Regions from separate parts of the Mus musculus genome. Here all the other regions are linked to region 2. Evidence: chromatin contacts called from public HiChIP or PLAC-seq and capture Hi-C data. All regions are on one chromosome and are shown on one strand. The core of a region is the stretch at or near the end of the contact, and the rest is flanking DNA. Distances in the headings are between cores, read along the strand shown.

Region 1 (3,686 bases), core at 866-3,365, 250 kb before region 2:
CAATGGTCTGATAGCCAGAGCAAGGGACACGAATGTTTCCTTAGGAAATATTCATCCCTGTCAGGCTGACTCACTACAGTACCTGGTACATAATGTGCTGGGTTACTGTGTGTAATGCTGGGTCCAGGGCTCTGTGACACTAGGTAACCGCTCTACCAGCTGAGCTACAGCCCCACTCCATGTATCTGTCTTTAATCTCACCAAGAGAAAACAGACCAGTGTTCCTTTCCATCTTGCCATGCTCATTCCATCACCAAGACTCAGGAGCACGCCCAGAAATGAGTTTGGATAGCTCCAGGCTGGGGAACAGGTGTCTTGTCGGGGGTGAGGTGATGGGGGGTTGTGATCAAACATAGCAAGAACACTGTTGGAAGGCTACCTGTGACTTAAAATAGCAAAATGGCTTGATGGTGCCTATGGGTCTCAGATTTCCAGGTCAGTTTATCAAAACTGATTGTGTTCAGTAAAGGGAATCTGGGGGGACACCAAAGCCCCCTTCCCTTGGTGCCTTCCTGTATGTGGCAAAACCACCCTCGGGACCATGTGCCTGTGTAGCCTGGGCATGTTTTCCTCTCAGGCCCTGCTATTTCCTTCAAGGGACTGCATGAAAGTTGTCATACTGGCCTGGGACATCCTTGGCACTTTTGTGTCCCATACCAGCTGTGACCTGAATGTGTCCACCTCAGGTGCTGATGCTTCTGTAAGAGTCTGACTCAAGCACAGTATTTTTGAAGTGTTTGAAAAGCACAGAAACACAGGCCTCCTTGTTCTCTGTGACACTAGAGAGCTTGGAACCTGAGACACTGTTGTCTGATTTGTTCATTATCATCATTACAGGGAGCCAGGAGGTCGCTGGTATATGTCGGCAGAGGGTATTTTTTTTTAAAGGAACATGACTTGTGGGGTTGCATTTCGTGAGTACGCTAGATTGTTGTTTCTCAGATCTGTGTTTAGGTAGGGGTCCCACGAGCATGTTTGCTAGAGGCATGAGCTGTAGACTTTCCCCACAGGCAGTCCAAATCCACGTATCATGGACCATCCAAACAGGGAACAGCAACAGAAAGCTCATTTTTAGTTTGCAGACACATTAACATTTCATGATGGTTAAAGGCCGAGCTCGATGGCGGGGCTTCATAGGTTACTCTGCCTTCGTCTTGCCTTGTGTTGGGAATTAAATGTGTGTGTGGCTGTGGGATTCCGTCTCCTCAGCGCCTGGAGTTCTGAAAACCCCTTTGCATAGTCTAGCTGAGGAGATGCTCCCGTAGGGATAATAAATCACAGAGGAGTTTACTTTAAGACAGTTTGTTAGTATGCATACTTTTATCCTTTTTTAGAGATCAAAGTGAATTTGTATGTAAATGAGGACATGTTTTTCTGCATTTTATTCTATTCTATTTTGTTTGTTTGTTTTCAAAACAGGGTTTCTCTGTATAGCCCTGGCTGTCCTGAAATTCTCTCTGTTAGACCAGGCTAGCCTCTAACTCCCAGAAATCAGCCTGCCTCTACCTCTCAATTGCTAGGATTAAAGGCGTGCACCAACAGCACCCTGTTATTTTTCTTTTAAATTAAATTGCAATTATATAATTTCCCTTTTCTTTTTCCTCCATCCAATCCCTCTCAGTTCCTCTCAAATTCGTTTTCTTTATTGTTATTATTATATGTATAAAAACACATAAATCTATAAATACAATTTACTGGTTTATTTAGCGTTAGTTGTATGCATATTATTTCAGGGCCGACCACTTGGTATGGGATAACCAATTAGGGCTCATCCCTGGGGAAGACTAATTCTCAGCTTTCCTTGGTTGTCTCCAGTTCTTTGTTTAAGGGTTGGGTCTCATGGATTCCCCTTCCCTGTTTGCATGTTAAAAGACATTTTTCTTCCATTCTTTAGCAAGAACTATATGAGCCCCAGCCTTCTCTGGGCAGACTCTTAAAATATCTGCAGTCAGCAGCCTCTTAAAGAGGAATGTTAATTGTTACCATGATGTCAAAGAGGCCCCAGGAGAAGGGCCTGGGCCAAACTCAGCCTGTCACTCTCTCAGTGGCTGAGTGCGAGATAGACAAGGCAGAAACACAGAGAACTTGGCCCTCTCCGTTCCCCCAAACAGCTCAGTCAGGAGGGCAGGCTGAGGCTCTGCAGCAAGGCTCTTACCAGCGGAGGACAATGGCCTTCCAGATGTTAGCACCAAAGTGAAAGGCAGATCCGCAGATCCGTGGTGCTGCAGGTTCCTTGCCTTTGTCCTTAGCAAACCCGAATTGGGATGTCAGGAGTTTCAGAGGAGGACCCAGAGGGTCTGGCCCCCCAGGGTCTGCCAGCATTGGGCGGAGCCTGCTTAGCCACCATGGACAAAAAACTTAATGTGCTGACTGAGAAGGTCGACAGACTCTTGCATTTCCAAGAAGATGTCACAGAGAAGCTGCAGTGTGTGTGCCAAGGCATGGATCACCTGGAACAAGATCTGCATCGGCTGGAGGCCTCCCGGGAGTTGAGTCTGGCAGGGTCTGGCAGCACTCCCCCAACCACGGCTCAGGCCGCATGGCCTGAGGTCCTGGAGCTGGTGAGGGCTGTGCGGCAGGAGGGTGCCCAGCATGGTGCCAGGCTCGAAGCCCTCTTCAAGATGGTGGTGGCTGTGGACAGGGCTATTACTTTGGTAGGGTCCACATTCCAGAATTCCAAGGTGGCTGATTTCATCATGCAAGGAACCGTGCCCGGGAGAAAAGGCAGTCTGGCCGATGGCCCGGAGGAGGTTGGTTCTGGATTCCCTGACCTGGCTGGAGTGGTTTCCGGAGACCCTGATGGGGAACTGGGACAGGAAATGGTTCTTAGGAGAGCTGGAGACAGTGTTTCCTTGTGTATTCTGTGTCTTGTTGTAGAGGAAATGAAAGGTGGAAATTTAAAGACCATAGATGGATTTCCACATAGTCCAGTGATCCCCACTCTCTTCAAAAACAAAAAGAATGAGGTGGTGATCCAGTCAGAATGGATCCTTGGGCAACTCCAGGCAACCGACCGAGACATGAGGGACAAACTAGCTGTGAGAGTGCTGAGGTCTGAGCTCAGGGAGAGGAAGGAGAGGAGAAAGAGGGAATGGGGAGCGGTGCTGATTTAATGACTTGTAGAGCTGTCGGGTCAAGTGCTCTCTCTCTTTGTCTGAGGATTCACATCATTCTAACTTCTTTCCTCTATTTCCCTTTTCATTTTTTCCTTCTCCCGACTAGAGAGCCTGAACCCAGTCTTGTAGTTACTAAAGCTACATCCTCAAGGCTTTGAACATTGTTAATAATTTCTTTTATAAATAATTTACATAAATTTTATGAATCCTGGATCATTAGTTCCAACCCCTGTTTCCTTAAAACAGAAACTAAGCACAAAGCAAAAGCACATTTCCTTATAGTTTTTACATGACCTGCTCTTCACGGGAGGCTGGGCACGGTGCTCTCGGTTTCCTAGTACTGCAGACAGCAGCCTTTAGTAACTACTTTCATGTAAGAACAGAAGGTGACAGACTACTAACGGATGGAATATGGTTTAAAACCTTTTACATTTTCAGTGAACTGCCTGTTCATGAACTTTCCTATTTTGTTTTACACCTTTCCCTTTTTTTATTTATAAAAGGTATTTATAGAATAATAGAATTAACTGCACTCTGTAACTATATAAGCATTTGAGAACAGGGGAAGTC
Region 2 (3,934 bases), core at 966-3,465:
CTATGTCGTGTGGCTGGTCCCTCAGGGGAGAAGGGATGCCTTGGCATGGGCCCACTGAGGCACCCCCTTCACCCATACCTCACCACACCTCCATAGAACATACCCCCCTTTATCTTTTTATAAACACAACAACTACAGTTCAAACTTGTTTTCTAAATCTCCAAGAGTTGGAGTGATTTGTAGCTAATATAAAAATATCTTTCAGCAGGCTGATGCCCATGACTTTAATCCCCCCCCCCAGAGACATGTGGATCTCTGTAAATTAGTTGTTTTCTAAATTCTAGAATTACTGTGAACAAGGTGGTGGTGGTACATGCCTTTAATCCCACCACCCAGGAACAAAACTCAGATACAGCTCCTAACTGGAACATGATCAGGCCTGTCACAGCAACATCCCCCCCCCACCCCCCGTACCTGGTACCAACTTCTGTTCTAGTTAGGGTTCCATTGCTGTGAAGAGACACCATATCCAAGGCAACTCTTTTTTTTTTTTAAGATTTATTTATTTATTTATTATATGTAAGTACACTGTAGCTGCCTTCAGACACTCCAGAAGAGGGCGTCAGATCTCATTACGGGTGGTTGTGAGCCACCATGTGGTTGCTGGGATTTGAACTCAGGACCTTTGGAAGAGCAGTCGGTGCTCTTAACTGCTGAGCCATCTCTCCAGCCCCAAGGCAACTCTTTTAAAGGTAAACATTAATTGGGGTTGGCTAAAGTCTTAGAGGTTCAGTCCACTATCATCATGGTGGGAAACATGGTATTCACAGCATGGGGTGCAGGCAGACATGGTACTGGAGGATCCAAGAATTCTATTCAACATCTTGATCTGAAGACAGCAGAAGGGGACTGGAGTTTGAAGGTTTCTGAGACCTTTGGGATGTTTTGAAGGTGTGAGAGAGGTTTCAGCTGAGATTTCAGCTGAGGATGAAAATCAGCTGGGTGCTTTCTCTGCCTCCCTGAGCCAGCAGGCTTTCATCCAGGCATCTGGCTTCTGTGTCTTCATTGGTAAAATCAAACAATTGAGATTTTGTTAAAAACAACAAATATCTGTAATTACAATACTAGGGAGCCTGAGGCAGAAGGGTCCTGGGTTCTAGGGTAGCCTGAGCTACAGTACCAGCCCTTGTTACATAGCAGAGAAACAGAGAAAGAAAGCTACACTCATTCTGAGGTTGTCCAATTCAAATGTCAGACCAGAGTAGGGGGGTTCCTTTTTAAAACCTGGATCTGTGAAGATGGGGAAACTATGAAGCAAATCCTGACCATATGTACCAGGGAGACTTTTTTGTTTGTTTGTGGGGATGGATGGTTTCACAATGGTTAAGCACTGAACTATACCCTCAAGTTCACTTTATTTTTATACAGGGTCTCATGCAGCCCAGGCTGGCCTTGAACAAATTACAGATGCCTGAATTCCTGATCATGCTTCAGCTCCCAATCTCTGGGATTGCAAAGTGCATTGCCGTTCCCGGCTGCAGGGTTCCTTTAAAAGAGTGTCGGGCTGGAGAGATGGTTCAGTGGTTAAGAGCACCAACTGCTCTTCCAAAGGTCCTGAGTTCAAATCCCAGCAACCACATGGTGGCTCACAACCACCGGTAATGAGATCTGACGCCCTCTTCTGAAGTGTCTGAAGATAGCTACAGTGTACTTACACATAATAAATAAATAAATAAATAAATAAATAAATAAATAAATAAATAAATAAATAAATAAATAAATCTTTAAAAAAAAAAAAGTGTCTGCAGGCCAAGCAGTGGCAATGGCCTTTAATCCTGCACTCAGGAGGCACGGGCAGACAGATAAATTTCTGTTAGAGTCTAGCCTGGTCTACAGAGCGAGTTTCAGGACAGTCAGGGCTACGCAGAGAAACCCTGCCTTAAAAAACAAAGTGTCTATGGCAAACAACCATGATTTCAGGAATAGCCTCCATCCCTGGAAGGCTTTCTTCCTCTTGTAAACACTATAAACTACTCCGGATAACGCTAGATGTCGCACCATCTGGAAACCGAGAATATTTGCATTCCCTTATTCAGAAGCGGCTGCAGAAAGACGTCCGGGTCTCACCAGAACAACTTAAACGCAGAAGCCCCAGCTTAAGCCCTCGGCTACCTGGTCAATCAGGAAAGGTGACTCCCTTAAGGCGGGGAGTGGGCGTGGCCATGTTATGCACATGCGCGGGACATTGTATAAATCTGTTCAGACTAAGTGACAGACAAGTGTGATTTCCTTGAGACAAGGAGAAGCATTGATCGGTGAAGGCCTGCCATGGTGAGTGCGGCTGCCCCCCACCCACCCAAGGGGATAGGGGAGGGAAGGAGAAAGGGGGAGGGCTGTTGATTCTATCCGGCCGAGCAGTGGCCAGCCCCGCAGGAGCGCAGGAGCGGTGTTTCGGGCGCGGGACTCCCGAGTCCTGCAGGTCTGTGACCGGATTTGGGCACTGGAAGAGCTACGCTTGTGCGGCCAGGGCCTCCGCTCGCCCCAGGGTCACTGGTACCACTCGGTCTTATGAAGGTGTTGGACACAGCCACCGACTTGAGGCCTTGCCCTCTAGTCTAGTCTTTCTAGGGCTAGAAGTAAATCTCTAAATTTCCACAGCCTTCGCTAATTTCTAAACCTCAGCTTCTTCCCACTCCGGTTTAGAACAGAACTTAGTGATCTCTGAGTGGCCTAAGTGGTGCATTCACAAGCGCAGTGTTTAGATACTGTAACCCTCGTTGGGGCTGAAGAGATGGCTCAGCGGTTAAGAGTACTTGAGGCTCTCAAGGAAAGGGCTTCTGTTCCCAGCACCCATATGGTGGTTCGCAACCAACCTTAGCTCCAGATATAAGAGACTCTACACTTCTGACCACCTTGGGCACAAGGCACAGAGGTGGTACAAATACATATATGCAGCATTCATGCACCTGAAATAAAATAAGTCCAGAGAGAGAGAAAGAGAGAGAGAGAGAGAGAGAGAGAGAGAGAGAGAGAGAGAGAGAGAGCAAGCAAAACCCTGGCTCGCCAGGCCTATAATCCTGGCAGGAAGCCGAAGCAGAGAGATCACTTCAAGTTTGATTCTACCTTAGGCTACATAATAAATTCCAGGCCAATGTGAGACCCTGTCTCCAAGAAAGAAAGGCTAGAGAGATGGTTCAGTGGCTAGGCTGAGAGCACTCTGCCCTTACAGAAGTCTTGGGTTCAGTTCCAGTAGCTAACCAGTAACTCCAGAGTTCCAGGGGATATGATACCTCCTTCTGGCCTCTGATACCTTCTTCTTACCTGCAGGGGTGCGCTCTCTCTGGCGCTCTCTCTCTCTCTCTCTCTCTCTCTCTCTCTCTCTCTCTCTCTCTCTCTCTCTCTCTCTCTCTGTGTGTGTGTGTGTGTGTGTGTGTGTGTGTGTGTGTGTGTGTGTGTGTGTGTGTGTGTGAGTTTGTTTTTGTTTTTGTTTTTTTCTGAGACAGGGTTTCTGGCTGTCCTGGACTCTTAATAAACCAGGCTGCCAGGTTGACCCAGACTCACAGTTCCGCCTGCCCCTGCCTCCCTAGAGCTGGAATTAAAGGTGTGGGCTACCACACCTGGCTCACACAGCCTTACTACATAACCTTGGCTGTTCTGAAACTCACTGTGTAGTACAGGCTGACCTTGAACTCAGATCTACTTGCCTCTACCTTTCAAGTGCTGGGATTAGAGGCGTGTGCCCCCCCCCCATGCCCAACTTTTTTTTTTTTTAAGATTGTTTTATGTATGTGAGTATACTGTTGCTGTCTTCAGACACACCAGAAGAGGCATCAGTCCCCATTACAGATGGATGTGAGCCACCATGTGGGTGCTGGGAATTGAACTCAGGACCTCTGGAAGAGCAGTCAGTGCTCTTAATCACTAAGCCATTTCTCCAGCCCAATGCCCAACTTTTGGTTTTGCTCTTCTTTTCTTTTTTTTTCTTTCTTTTTCT
Region 3 (4,134 bases), core at 1,608-4,107, 180 kb after region 2:
GACTCCCTCTTCTGGAGTGTCTGAGGACAGCTACAGTGTACTTACATATAATAAATGAATAAATCTTTAAAAAAAAAAAAAAAGAAGGACTACTTGGGAGTTAGCGGGTAAGAGTATTCACAACCAGCCTTGAGCACTTGAATCTAACCCTGACGATGCACAGGACAGGAGAGCACCATGTCCACAGCTGCACTTGATCTTCGGGTGGGTGCGTGTTACGGTGCGCACACGAGTACATAAATACATGCAGTGTTTTTCTTTTTCTTTCTTTCTTTTTTAAGATTTGTTTATTTACTGTATGTAAGTACACTGTAGCTATCTTCAGACACATCAGAAGAGGGCATCCGAACTCACTACAGATGGTTGTGAGCCACTATGTGGTTGCTGGGATTTAAACTCAGGACCTCCGGAAGAGCAGTCAGTGCTCTTAACCGCTGAGCTATCTCTTCAGCCCTGTATTTTTCTTTTTTCATTGCTTTTTTTTTGTTTTGTTTGTGGTTTTTGGTTTTGTTTTTTTAATGTAAGACAGGGTTTCTCTGAATAGCCCTGACTGCCCTGGCACTCCATTTGTAGCCCAGGCTGGCCTATCCTAGAACTTAGAGATTCTACTGCTTCTGCGGCCAGACTGCTGAGATTAAAGGCATATGCCATCACATTCAGCCAACATTTTTTTTTTATTATTAAAAAAGCTTTTGGCAGGGCTGGAGTGATAGCTTAGTGATTACGGGCACTGACTACTCTTCGAGAGGATCTGGGTTCAATTCCCAGCACCCACAAAGTGGTTCATGGTTGTCTGTGACTAGGGTTCCAGGGCATCTGACACCCTTACATAGACATGAATATAGACAAAACACTAATGCACACAAAATAAATTTTTAAAAAATTTAAAGTCGGGCAGGGCAGTGGTGGCGCATGCCTTTAATCCCAGCACTTGGGAGACAGAGACAGGCATATTTCTTTTCTTTTCTTTTCCTTTCTTTTCTTTTCTTTTCTTTGTTTGTTTTTTGAGAAAGGGTTTCTCTGTGTAACCCTGGATGTCCTGGAACTCACTTTGTAGACCAGGCTGGCCTCAAACTCAGAAATCTGCCTGCCTCTGCCTCCAATTGCTGTGATTAAAGGCATGCATCACCACGCCTGGCCTTAAGTTTTTGGGTTTTTTGTTTTGTTTGGTTTTGGTTTTGGTTTTGTTGCTTTTTTGTTTAGTTAGGTTTTTTGGACAAGTTCCATCTTATCTACAAGCCTCTATCCTTGAATTTCCCACATGCTCTCTCCACAGATCCTCCCATGGCTGCCCCTTCCTGGTTTTTAAAGATTGATTATTCATGTATTTTATGTATATGAGCACTCTGTCTTCATACACATGAGAAGAAGGAGTCAGATCCAATTACAGATGGTTGTGAGCGGAGATGAGCTGGGAATTAAACACAGGACCCCTGTAAGAGCAGCTAGTGCCCCTAACCGCTGAGCTATATCTCCAACCCTGCTTTCTTTCAAAATTTCTTCTCTCTCTCTCTCCCCCTCTCTCAGTATGTGTGTGTCCATGTGTTCGCATGCATGTGTGTGTCAGCATGAGTGTGGAAGTAAGTAGCTTTCTCTTGGAATGTTGCTTGCCTTACACAATGTGGGTCTTAGGAATATACCTCAAGTCACCAAGCTTCTTGGTCACTAGATCCTCAAGCCAGGCAGTGGTGTCACACGCCTTTAATCCCAGCACTTGGGAGGCAGAGGCAGGTGAATTTCTGAGTTCAAGGCCAGACTGGTCTACAGAGTGAGTTCCAGAACAGCCAGGGTTACACAGAGAAAACTTGTCTCAAAAAACAAAACAAAGAAAGAGAGAGAGAGAGAGAGAGAGAGAGAGAGAGAGAGAGAGAGAGAGAATTTTTCGGTTTAGGGTATAGTTCAATTGGGAGAGCGCACTGCACAAAAGCTTGGCTGATAAACAGGGTGTGGTGGAGGGTGGAACATGCCTGTGACATCAGTGCAGAGAACCTGTAGGCAGAATCAGATGATCAAGGTTACCCCTCAGCTACTCAGCAAGTTCAAAGCCAGCCTGGACTTCCTGAGACCCTGTCCGGAACAAAGGACAATGTTTTACAAACACTGTCGTGGAGGCTCACAGTTGTGATCTGAACATTTGGAAGGTGAGGCAGCACTATCTCAGTTGGAGGGCAGCATGTGTGACGTAATGAGCTCCAAGCCATCCTGAGATATATGAGATTCTGTCTTGTCAAAAAGCCAAGTAAGTAGGGCGGTGGTGGCGCACGCCTTTAATCCCAGCACTTGTGAGGCAGAGGCAGGCGGATTTCTGAGTTCAAGAAGGCCAGTCTGGTCTACAAAGTGAGTTCCAAGACAGCCAGAGCTAGACAGAGAAACCCTGCCTCGAAAAACCAAAAAAAAAAAAAAAAAAAAAAAAAAAAGCCAAGTAAAACTTTATTTGCATGAACTTGTTTTTAGATGCCCAGTTGGGTCTATTTCTTGTGTAATTGAGCCTGTTTTGGTTACTGGGAATCGGGAGAGGAATCAGGAAGGCAAGGGTGACATGGTGATGCTGATGAAGCTCAGGTGAACGGAGAGGCATCGTGGGCAGTGGCCACTGTCCACGCTGACCTTCATCTTTTTTACCCCCTTTTCTTCCAGAAGGATTTACCCCTGCCCCGGAAAAGCAGCAGGTGAGCCTTGGGGGAGAGGTGCATTGGGATGAGGCCCCCAGGTAGGGCATCAGGCGTGCACACGGGCGGGGCCTCGCGCGGCGACACCCCGCAGCGCCCCCTCGCGACTGGCTGCAGCAACAGGGCCCTCCCCTCCCCCGCCTTCCCCTGGCCGCTGCTGCGGCTCCAGCCTCCGCCCAGCACACTCGCTCCCCGCGCTGCCGCTGCCGCTGCCTCTGCTGCTGCTGCCGCCGCACCTGCCACCATGTCGCCGCCGCCGGGTCATGTCTGACTCTCTCTGGACCGCGCTTTCCAATTTCTCGATGCCCTCCTTCCCCGGCGGCAGCATGTTTCGCCGCACCAAGAGGTAGACCCCCAACCCCTAGACCCTGTCCGGGACCTCCGGGTGAAGCCACCCTGCCGGCTGCTGCGGCAGGGCGGGGCCGGGATGCTGCTAGCTGTCCAGCTGCGCCAGAGGTGTCCGCGCTGTGCCCTCCCGCAGGGGATGGGGTTAAACGCGGACAGTGCGGGGCGTGCTGCGGGGGGAGACTGAAAAGGCCTGAGATGGGGAAAGGGGTCGTGCCTGCGGGGGGTTGCAGCGCCTTTGTTTGCAGACGCTGTGGGCTCAGGCGGCCTGGTGGGGGTAGGGGAATGCGGGGAGGGGGGCCTTGGCACCCTCAGAACAATAGCCGCAGCTTGGTTCCCCCCCGCCCCCATCTGCGTGCTCTTGGACAAGCTAATATGCTCAGTCACTGCGGCTGAGAGCGAGGGGGCTAGAGCGAGTGGGGGCTCTTCTTACCCAGCTGCTAGGCAGAGGAAGGGGGGGTCTTTATCACTGCAAGAAGCCTCCCAACTCGAACACATCCTCACACTGAAAATAGTGACACAGCGTCACACAGAACATGACCACACACATACAACCCTAGTGACTCCCATACACTGGGAGGCACCGCATATACTCAGCCACAGGTCAAAGCCATGCACAAATAGGGTCACCTCCCGTGTCACACACAGACACACACGCGCACACACACATCGTGTTCTCCTAGTAAAATGTCACACGCATGACTACCCACCAAAACAACGTTCCCATCCAAGATACATAGATCCAATTTCAGAATGAGACAACCATACGCCTAACAACATCACAGCATCTGTGTCACATTGACACCAAGATAAACAGACATAGGGACTCCTGCAAAAGCAGGGACACACAATCACATAGCAGATACCCGTGTGGTACATGGCTGCATGCTTGGATGCACCCGTTGTCACAGGGTGTTAAATCCACACACAGTAGATGTTGAACACACACAGCCAGCATCTCTCATGCTGATAACCCCAACTGACATCGGCACATCTGCAGCTTTCTGCCTTCATGCACCATGCTGGAGTTACACAGTCATGAACAAGCTGTGTTTCCCACTGCATCACCCACACAGAAGGATGTACCATCACACAGAGAACATACATGACACACTAGTGT

The links. HiChIP or PLAC-seq counts read pairs in DNA pulled down with a chosen protein or histone mark. Capture Hi-C pulls out chosen DNA fragments and counts their contacts.
Region 1: a capture Hi-C map of embryonic stem cells shows a contact between it and region 2, with 2.4 times the contacts expected there. The contact joins the promoter of Mylk3 here to the promoter of Zfp791 in region 2. A contact is called at or near these places in 2 of 39 promoter capture datasets (embryonic stem cells and stem cell-derived epiblast-like cells), 1 of 484 Hi-C or Micro-C datasets (nephron progenitors) and 2 of 9 other capture datasets (embryonic stem cells and pancreatic islet).
Region 3: a contact with region 2 is called in an H3K4me3 HiChIP or PLAC-seq map of bone marrow-derived macrophages, with 4 times the contacts expected there. The contact joins the promoter of Mast1 here to the promoter of Zfp791 in region 2. A contact is called at or near these places in 1 of 115 datasets of contacts at active chromatin or transcription factors (bone marrow-derived macrophages) and 2 of 9 other capture datasets (adipose tissue and liver).

The regions. Positions count from the first base shown.
Region 1 is chr8:85,363,753-85,367,438 of GRCm38.p6, reverse strand. Mylk3 (myosin light chain kinase 3) reads left to right here and starts at 2,115. Exons shown (of 13, transcript NM_175441.5): 1 at 2,115-2,750. The coding sequence starts at 2,265.
Region 2 is chr8:85,117,972-85,121,905 of GRCm38.p6, reverse strand. Zfp791 (zinc finger protein 791) reads left to right here and starts at 2,215. Exons shown (of 4, transcript NM_001357366.1): 1 at 2,215-2,271. The coding sequence starts at 2,269.
Region 3 is chr8:84,936,076-84,940,209 of GRCm38.p6, reverse strand. It overlaps Mast1 (microtubule associated serine/threonine kinase 1), which reads left to right and starts at 2,857. Exons shown (of 26, transcript NM_019945.2): 1 at 2,857-3,015. The coding sequence starts at 2,933.